Linked DNA regions of Gasterosteus aculeatus: region 2 is linked to region 1. A link is a contact called in public Hi-C data. All regions are on one chromosome and are shown on one strand. Each heading gives the region's core, a stretch centred on a gene start, on an enhancer-like site or on the middle of the called end of the contact. The rest is flanking DNA. Distances are from core to core; before and after follow the strand shown.

Region 1 (4,617 bases), core at 1,120-3,619:
TTAAACACTCTTCAAAAGATGCGGATTTGCTCCGAATGAGATATTGTTTAGAATATGGGCAGCGATGTTGCTACATGGCTTCGATTGATAATTATTTTTTTTAAAAGGATATTGAAAACAGAGTTTGTCTTTTTTGTCCAGGAGAACTTTGGCCAGTGGTGAGTCAGAGCGGTCCAAGTTGGACGGGTCGGATTTCTCCGGTCTGCCCACTGACACACTGAAGAACAATGCCATGGATTCTCCTCAGAGGCCCGGGAGGATGACATCACACTCACACTTTGCCAAGAGCGCTTCTCAAATTCTCAGTGATTTATGTTTTAAGTTTTGCACTAAATTCAGATTTGATGGTGCCAAATATTTATGCAGGATGTCAACTCGGCAGCGGTCTGATCCATCAGTGAGGGGTTGTGTGGCGTTTCACGTTTCCATCCCTACGGTGAAATTACTTAACGGAAATCATAACGTTTGCTATTGTGCCTTGAAATGATAAGGGGAAACTTTTTTCAACGAGTACTATTATAGAAGTGCGCAAAAGATTAAAACCGGGCTTTAATAAAAAGCTAGTTTCCAGGTTTTAAGAGACTAAAAACATCTGTAAATAGACTCCTTCCAGATGCCTTTTGTGAAGGACAAAATCTTTGACAAAAGACGTTGTAACAGCAGATTTTATGCATGGAACACTGCACGTTGTGTGTGTGGGGTGGGGGGGGGACAAAGGGAGGAAAAGGAATTAAGAAATGTTAAACGGCAACTGGCCAACAACCAACCACACATGAAAAAGAAGAACCTGGAGGTGGTGGAAGTTGTAAAAAAAAAAAAAACTTGACTACAATAAAGCAATAAACCTTTTCAAAGGCCAAAATAGGAGTATTAGCAGATCTATATAATGTCTGGGTGAAATAAATCTGCTTTAAGGACAAGGCTTGGTTAGCCTGTGCATGCTACTTATAGAATAGGTACAGCCACACTTTTACATAAACACCGGCATGCAAAAGTTACAACAATAAAATGACAGCAGGTATAATGTTCACCCTCTTAGTTTGTTGTCTAACATGCCAATGTAGCACTAAACGAATGCTGAGGCTGTGGTCATTTCATGTTTTGCAGGTATTTACTCATCAATGATGGTGGAGCGAGACGAAAAGTGGAAAGATCACCTTTGTTATTCATCATGAAGGGGGCATGAATCCTAAACGGAGCTCTTTAAAGTCGTGCCACTGCATGTACCTCCGGCCACCTTGCCATCTTTTCAATTTACAGTAGGCTATACTGCTTCAACCCTGCCAACTGCCCCCGCTGAGTGACTCAACATTCATCATCAACATCTGCTGCTGATGAACCCATGAAGCTCGAGTCAGCCCTTTTGGTTAACATGGTGGAACAGTGTTTTATAAAACACACAGTCAGCAGTTTTTATTAGTTTAACTGAGGGCAAAAACGTTAAAGCAACACCGGAAAATAGGTATTTAAGAACTATAACGGTACAGTTTAAGTATATAAATGACTGGATTAGCAACAAACAGTAACCTGAAGCAAAAGCTCTCAGGGTCCTTCTTCTGATGCCTCATACTTGTTCTTACCCCAAATAGCTGTGACTCTTGGCTTCATGCTTTATTTAGCCAATGTGATTACTAGCAGCACAAGAAGGGACACATTTCCAAAACAAGCATATTCCCATTTTTAGAAGGAATTCAGTGTTAATTTTGGAAACCTCTGCCAGGGAAATTCAAATAACAGGCCTGGTTGATTTCATCTGCAATTACAATTGGTAAAACGCATTATAGTATAAAACATAATATGTTAGGTCTTAAGTAAAGAATGGAAGTAATTATTCTATATACGAAAATAATAGCACCGTCCTTCATGTCATTTATACAGGCTGAAGTTGGAAAATGAGGAGATGGATTTTTTTATCTTATATTAAAAAACAAAATTTTCCATTAAAAATAAGAAAAGTCAGTGTAGAATTTGTCGAACTAAACTACTTTCCTGCACACAATGACCCACTCACCTTCACGGCATTGAAAGACACTCTTAAGCCGCGTGGTTTTGTGAACTTTTGTATAAAATAAATGAATAAGTAATGCTAAAAAACGCCCTTGAAAAGCGGGGCCATTTATTCACTAAACTAAACGAAAAGTGGGAAACACAGTCTCCCATGATTTAGATTCAAGGCTCATCATAATATTAAGGAGAAGGAGCTTTATTTTTGCTTTCACCCACACGTGTTCGCGGTCTGCTGACGGCGGATGCTGCGATGATGCGCAGGTGAAGATCCTGGTTAATTACTATTTACCGCCACCTGCTGGACAGTCACCGCAAGTATATAAAAAAGTAAAAAGTCTGGGATTGTTTTGTTTGGGTGTTTCACATTTAAAAATTAAAATAGGCCTACGGGTGTATTATAAACTGGCAACTTTATGGACAAATGCTATATATTGCGTATTCATAAATAAGCAATGAATAAATACGGGACTTGAAACTAGGGATTCAGGGTTTAGTTGCTATGGTGAGAACAACAAAACATTCAACCGGAAATAAATCTGCGACTTGAGTTTTGCAAAGATTAACTAGCTGTAACCTTATTCACGCTGCCTAATGCGTTGGGATGGTTTGACGTTTTACAAGACTAAAGGACAGAGACGTCGAGACGCGTGCGAGGATTCGAGACATTCAAAAGTAAGACTTTTACACGAACTTTTTATTTCTCTGTTTTGCAGACGTTTTGCAGACGAACACCGACAAACTGCCGTTTCTCGGCGTCGTAAAATAGCGCGTGCGGTTTATATTAACCTATTCACTCAGTCTGTACTGTGTCGTCATGACTTTTATTATTTTTTTCTGTGTAGTTTATGCAACAAAAAATACTTAAATTCCTCAAAATTAACTTTAAATGGACCAGTGTGCCTTGGCCAGCATTTCCGGTTTGCGACTGCACCCTTTGCATCAAATTCTTCTTCATTTTTTGGAAGTAGCCTTACTCACCTCTGAGGGAGTTACACTGAGAGTATAGATATGAACCACACCTTAGAGGTTTCTTTAATATCCATACCCAATTACATTGCTTTGTCCATCTTCCCTCCGCTCACCCAACTCACAATGTGGGCATAGACAGAAGTTTGGTTGATGGACTGTATCCTTTTTTTTAATGTTTTGCATTAGTGAGTCTATTCGAGGAGCAGAAAGATAGCAGCAATCCCAGAGAAGTGGAGTTTGAAGAAGAGGAGCATGAGGAGAGGGGAATGGGGGGCCACCCTCTGGTGGCCCTTGCACCTGATGTTGCATCCCCAGAGGAGGCGCAGCCCTCCGCTAGCACTGATGTCACCGCCAGCCCCGCTTTCCAGTGCATAGAGGAGGTAAGATGCATTTCATGATAAATGATCACATTTCTTGTGAACGGCATTTCGGAAATGGTTACATTACCAACAAAACAACATTTGGTCCAGCTAAAGTGATGCGTAGACTATCACTCGATACTGTGCGTGGACGTGTGGGATGTGATTGAACAAAAAGTCAACTATTGGAACTGGAAAGCATCGTGTGGATGAGCACGGTACCTTTTTATTAACTTGTCACATAAAGGTGAACAGACATTAAAGTCACAAGCCCACGGTGTGGTCGTTTATCTTGCGTGAAGTCACTTTTGATTGAATAGTTTTATTGAGTGGGCCCCTAATTAACCCATCTGTTACGGGTGTGCAGCACCTCATCCCTCAATTCTTACAGGCGTCAAAAAGCCCTCTTTTCTTCTCATGAATACTCAGGCTAAATGTGCATACGTTTATCAAGGATGAAATGGTTTTGCCAAAAAACGCAATATACACAGCAATGTAGTTAGAACTTAATTTATTTTTCACATAAAAAAGTGCATATCTTGTTGCATGATGGTTTAATATGAATGATAGAAAAGATCAATATTGTACACACACAAAGCTCCAAACACACACATAATTACTGTAAATGGTCACAACAATGCACACTTTATTGTTGCTTGGATGTCAACAAATGAGACCTTGTACTGTATGGTCTATGTGTTGTATAAAAGCATACCTCCCAGAATACAATAAATACTATACACGTCCTTAATTCTTCCCTTTCACAGTGTGTATATAGTGAATTACAGTTTTTTAACTTTAGGCGGCAGTATTGTACAGATGGTGAAGCGTGCAGCAGCTCAGTGCACGTGGAGATAATGGTGTAAATACAATTGGAAGGTTTCTGCTCCCTGGCTGCTCGCAAGAAGAATTTACTAGAGCACCAATGATGCAGAACACTTGGAAATGATCCGATAGAAATGTATATCAGGCGGCATATTTGGAGCGGGATGCTTTATATAGGACGACATTAGCAAAATTCCCCCAGTGTAATTAAACCAACGACACAGACGTCATTAGTGGTGCACTGCTGCCTGCCCCAAGTTTCTAGTATGTCACTTACTGTAGTTTATTTATTTTTAACAGTTTGACTCTAATCCCAGCATGAGGTTGTTACCCGGTGAATTTCACAGCAACTCCAAACTGTATCCTCAGCCCTCACATCCTCACTCACTTGATTGGCTGCTGTTAATTATGAAAGCATTTAGAGCGGCAAAAATGACAGCTCATTAGTTTTTACTAC
Region 2 (4,617 bases), core at 816-3,315, 44 kb after region 1:
ACTTTGACCCTCCTCCTGGATGGCTCCTCGGTGCTCAGAAGCATTCTGGGAGATGTAATACCTCCAGCATGCTATAAGACACACACCTGAACTGACTAAGCAAGACTTCTCAAGGCTAGCAGATGATAAATGCAGTTGTTGGCCTTTAGTTGGTCAGTGCACCATTTTTCTGGAAATTGCCCAACAGCGTATACGTTGATTTAAATGGCCTTGTTGCTTGCATTTATGAATTATGCACAAAAATGTGTTGTCGTTTGTTAATGCTCCCTTTATTATACCTTTCATGGAGTATATTTTTTTAAAGATTACATGTTTTCATTGTTATGGCATGTCATAAAACATTTGAATCATGTTTTTTTGTTTTTTTTAAATGGGACAAATTGAAATCTTGACCAGATGGCGGTGAGAGAAACACTATGTCTGGACACAGTTTAATAGCAATCCATCCTATACTTGCATATATATTCCAGTCTGGACCGAAGAGGGGAATGGTTGAAGTTTCTTGGTTTTTCTTCTTTTTTTAATGTAGCTGTGTGTGTGTGTGTGTGTGTGTGTGTGTGTGTGTGTGTGTGTGTGTGTGTGTGTGTGTGTGTGTGTGTGTGTGTGTGTGTGTGTGTGTGTGTGTGTGTGTGTACCTGTCATGAGCCGAGACACAAAGGTCTCAGTGAGCTGCAGGAGGCCGTGATCAATGTACTGCAGGAAGGTGTGATGAGGAAGGCAACGCACCGCGAACACGGCTAACAGGGTGTGATAGCCTGCGGAGACACACAGGGACAATAGTGGGGCAGATGAGGGGGAAAGGAGGGAGAAACTTGTTAAAGTGAAAGAGTAAAGCGAGTCTTCAGCCGCGCTCGCGGCACTTTGAGCTTCGTGCCATCGTGGCCGAGTGATTGCTCTTTTTTCTATTCTCCAAAAGAGACTCAGAGATGGGCGGCTGTTTTACAGCTTCACACCCAATTTACACACACGTTTACACCTGCAACCCTTCAGGGCCGCTGTCTTTCTCTCTTGTTGCCCAACAAGGATTCCAACCTGCAGGCAATCTCCTCCAGAGCAACTAGAAAGAATGTGTGTAATTGGAGGTGGATTTATACAGCAGACGCTGAAAAATTAACTCAAATCATTCAAGATGTACTCACACTCTGCTCTGCTAATGTTTAACATATTGTTGGTTACATTAGTGCCGACGAGAGCGGGGCTCTCGTCCCTCAGTGCAAACACACTTTGTTATTCCGCGGGAGACGGACTGTGTGTGTGTGTGTGTGTGTGTGTGTGTGTGTGTGTGTGTGTGTGTGTGTGTGTGTGTGTGTGTGTGTGTGTGTGCGTGCGTGCGTGCGTGCGTGCGTGCGTGTGCAGATGGTACCTGGAGGGAGGGGTAGGCACAGACCCCTCGTGGCTTCCAGGATCCGAAACATGAAGTGAAACACCGACCACTCGGCTGGAGTGCCCTGTCGCTTGCTGGAACACGCACATGCACACGCACGTGAAAGATTTGTGCAAGAATGTTATTTCATGTGCGTGCACAAGTGAAGAGAAGTAACAGACAGTTTGCTCATGTGGACGCACACACAGCGGGGAGTGATGGAAAGTCTGGAGCGCACATGCGTGAAGGTGAATACACACACACACACACACAGACGGTGCTTTATACTTTACATTAATCAGAAACTTTAAAGGAGACACACTCGGACGAGGGAGGGCTACTCACAGGCACAAAACACGAGGGCCCAGTTTGTGCTTCAGCCAGACTGACTCCAGCATGTGTCTGATGAGCTCCAGCTAAGGACACACACACAAACACACAGAGACACACACACACACACACACATGCAGGGAGATGCTCAATTAGATTAAAATGAAACAAGGCATTTTTCTGCTCTGACGACACTTTTTTTCTTGTGAAAACGCACTTTGTTCAATGATCGGTACCCACCCTTCCCTTTTTTTTCTTTTTCCTACTTCCCATATTGATTTCCACAGAAAGAAAAAGCTGTGCACTCCGGAGTGGAACAAACGTCAAACACGCGCCCACATGGTTTCGCAACACGTCTTTCCGGGTGCAGGAACATCTGAAATGCACGCAAATCACTTGGAAAGCGCCCGCAGAGACACGCACGTTACGCGCGGCTCTGGTCCACGCACCACCCTCCTCTCGTCTCCTGTAGAATAACAGGAAGACGAGCCTGACACTAGTGGAAAACCGTCCCCCGATGTCCTCCACTGACCGCAGAGAAATTCAATTAGTTAGCATTTATGTACCCAACATTTACCCAACATGGCCAAAATGTAAAGACGGACATAATTATTTTCCCTGTTGTGGTTTTCTTTATTTCTCCTGCACAGATTGAATGTATTGTTTAGCTTCTTGTTTTACACATCCTTCATTCAGCTTCATATGGTCTGTACACATGCTTGGTCAATTCGCAGGTTAAGAATTAGAATTTAGAGAAGTATCACTTTTAAAACTGTGATTTTCTTACTTCTCCAACTAACATCTTGTGTGCTCGTGGTTAATGTAATCCAGGCCCCTGAAGACTATTAAAAGGGATAGAAATATGTAGCAGAGACTTCTTTTGTGCTGAAAACAAAAGCCACACACTCGCGCACACACTATCCCCAGTGTGAATTTCTATGAGAATCAAATCAGGAATCAGCAATTTATCTTAATGAACCTCGGCCCGGCAAAGAGACTTGATATACTTGGTGTGGTTGAATAACCTTGGGTATAGCAACTTTCTTTCTGCACAATTGTGCAGCCTTTTGCAATTAATTCCATATTCCTAACCAGCAATTCGTATTCAGCTATTAGCGAGTTGTTCTTTGCACAGACGTTGGCTGTTATGAAAATGTACCTCAGCTGTGCACAGCAACGGAGACAAGAAATAAATAACTGTGACGATAATGTGCTGCGGAGCGAGTAATCTATCATAGCAGGAGTTCCCCTGCTCTTAAAAGCTGTAATCTATTTCACCCCCAACTTCTCCCCCGTGTCAACGCAGCCATTAGTCTCAATAAGCCCCGACAAGTGAGGTAGATATTCTTTATTTTGTGGAGGGGAAGTCGGCCCTCCTTGAAAATGTACCTCCCTGAGTTTTTAAAGCATGAGTCAGCCCGATGCGTACGCACGCCGCGCGGCAGTTGAGTAACTCGACTCTGCGGGAAACCAAGACGTCCCTGAGAGACGTCTCTCATAGGCCTTTCTGTGTGTGCGAGCGCGTGTTTTAATAAACCCCCCCCCGCTCCCTGGACGGGAAACCTTTTTCATTTTCGCTCCCCTGAATAAATTCAATAATAACCCCGTTCGCCGGGATGCGAGGCGCAAGGAAGATGACAGACGTGCCTTTTTTTTTTCTATTTCTTTCATTGGGAGTAAAAAACTCATAAGCCTGTCGCGCGGAGCTGAACCGCCGACCCCCGTTCAGCCGAGAGCAGGCGGGATTTGTTTGGTCTCTGCTACCCGGTCATTTGCAATTCCACAAAGTCCCGGAAACGTGATGCTTCCTGATTTCGATTCAATTCCAGCCTTACCCTTGTCCTAATTTAATACGGTTGTGTTGATATATGCTCCCTGTCTGCTTTCGGTGGGCTGCTGGCTGTGAAGGGATTTACCTCCCAGGAATACTAAAGACCGACTTTACAGAACCAAGTAACCCGATTGGGGTACTGAGACGGAGAGAGGGGTGATGTCTTTCCACTCGGTTACGCAGGTCCCACATGCAAACGCTGTAGTGATATTCATAGATATTCCTCCATCACACACACACACACGCTGCCCCAGAGCGGTTGAGGGACGCATGTCGTAAGCAGAGGGCTGTTTTGTTTCGGGGGGACCCAAAGCGGCGACCCCGCTGTGATCCACGGAGCGCGCGTCCATCTGTCAAACCGTTTAAGGAGAGCGGAGGACTCGCTGCCTCTTCCACCGAGCGATGCTGGCGGTGAGTGGCACTTAACCTTGCAGGGGAAAAGAGTAAGGGCAAACATTAAATAAACATAAGTCGGAGAACGGCGTGCGGCTAAATATAAAAAAAAAAGGGTTCACGGACCCCTCTGTTTCGGTCCAACTCGCTCGCTCATACACACACACACACACACAGACGTGGTGTACCAACCAGTTTGGCTACATAGTTGACGACCAGCGAGTCGATCTTCTTCTTCCCAAGACGAGGCAGGTGTCTGTTGAGATGCTCTCGGAGCTTGTCAACCGTCTGCAAAGTAAAAAAACAACAACAGAAAAACACAGGGATTATTTTCATTGTGTGTATGTAGCCTGAAGCAAATGTCTGCGTTTGTGTGCTTTTAAAAACGGGTCAAATGCAGTTCAGCTCGACTCTTCCCCTCAACTACAGTGCCCCCAAAAATCGATTTAACCACAGAGAGACGAGGGAAGATGGGAGGAGAGGATACCTGTGGATGTGAGAGGTGGAGAGTACGGGATGATTGTAAAGACATTTGGCAGACCTGACATCCTTCATGGAGGCAGAGAGAATGAGGAGGAGACAGAAGGAGAGAGGGAAGAGAAGGAAAGGGGACGATGATGGAGGGAATAGTGAGCGAAAGGCAGGAGGACCGGGTCATTCCAAGAATAGCTGTGAGACTCCGAGCATCTCGCCTGAACCC

What was found. Hi-C and Micro-C count contacts between places; a contact is called where the count stands out from the background.
Region 2: a contact with region 1 is called in a Hi-C map of whole body, with 3 times the contacts expected there. The contact joins the enhancer-like site here to the promoter of ccdc146 in region 1. A contact is called at or near these places in 4 of 6 Hi-C or Micro-C datasets (liver, skeletal muscle, tail fin and 1 more).

The regions. Positions count from the first base shown.
Region 1 is chr4:29,069,908-29,074,524 of fGasAcu3.hap1.1, forward strand. ccdc146 (coiled-coil domain containing 146) reads left to right here and starts at 2,370. Exons shown (of 23, transcript XM_040173653.2): 1 at 2,370-2,679; 2 at 3,163-3,356. The coding sequence starts at 2,679. fgl2a (fibrinogen-like 2a) reads right to left here. Exons shown (of 5, transcript XM_078101845.1): 5 at 3,830-4,617.
Region 2 is chr4:29,114,091-29,118,707 of fGasAcu3.hap1.1, forward strand. It overlaps gsap (gamma-secretase activating protein), which reads right to left. Exons shown (of 32, transcript XM_040173661.2): 25 at 4,110-4,205; 26 at 1,709-1,779; 27 at 1,364-1,458; 28 at 636-755. Among protein-coding and RNA genes, the nearest start is that of gsap, 15 kb to the right of the region's middle. Within about 2 kb of position 2,066, at least 2 of the 9 cell types and tissues checked have open chromatin away from gene starts, as enhancers often do.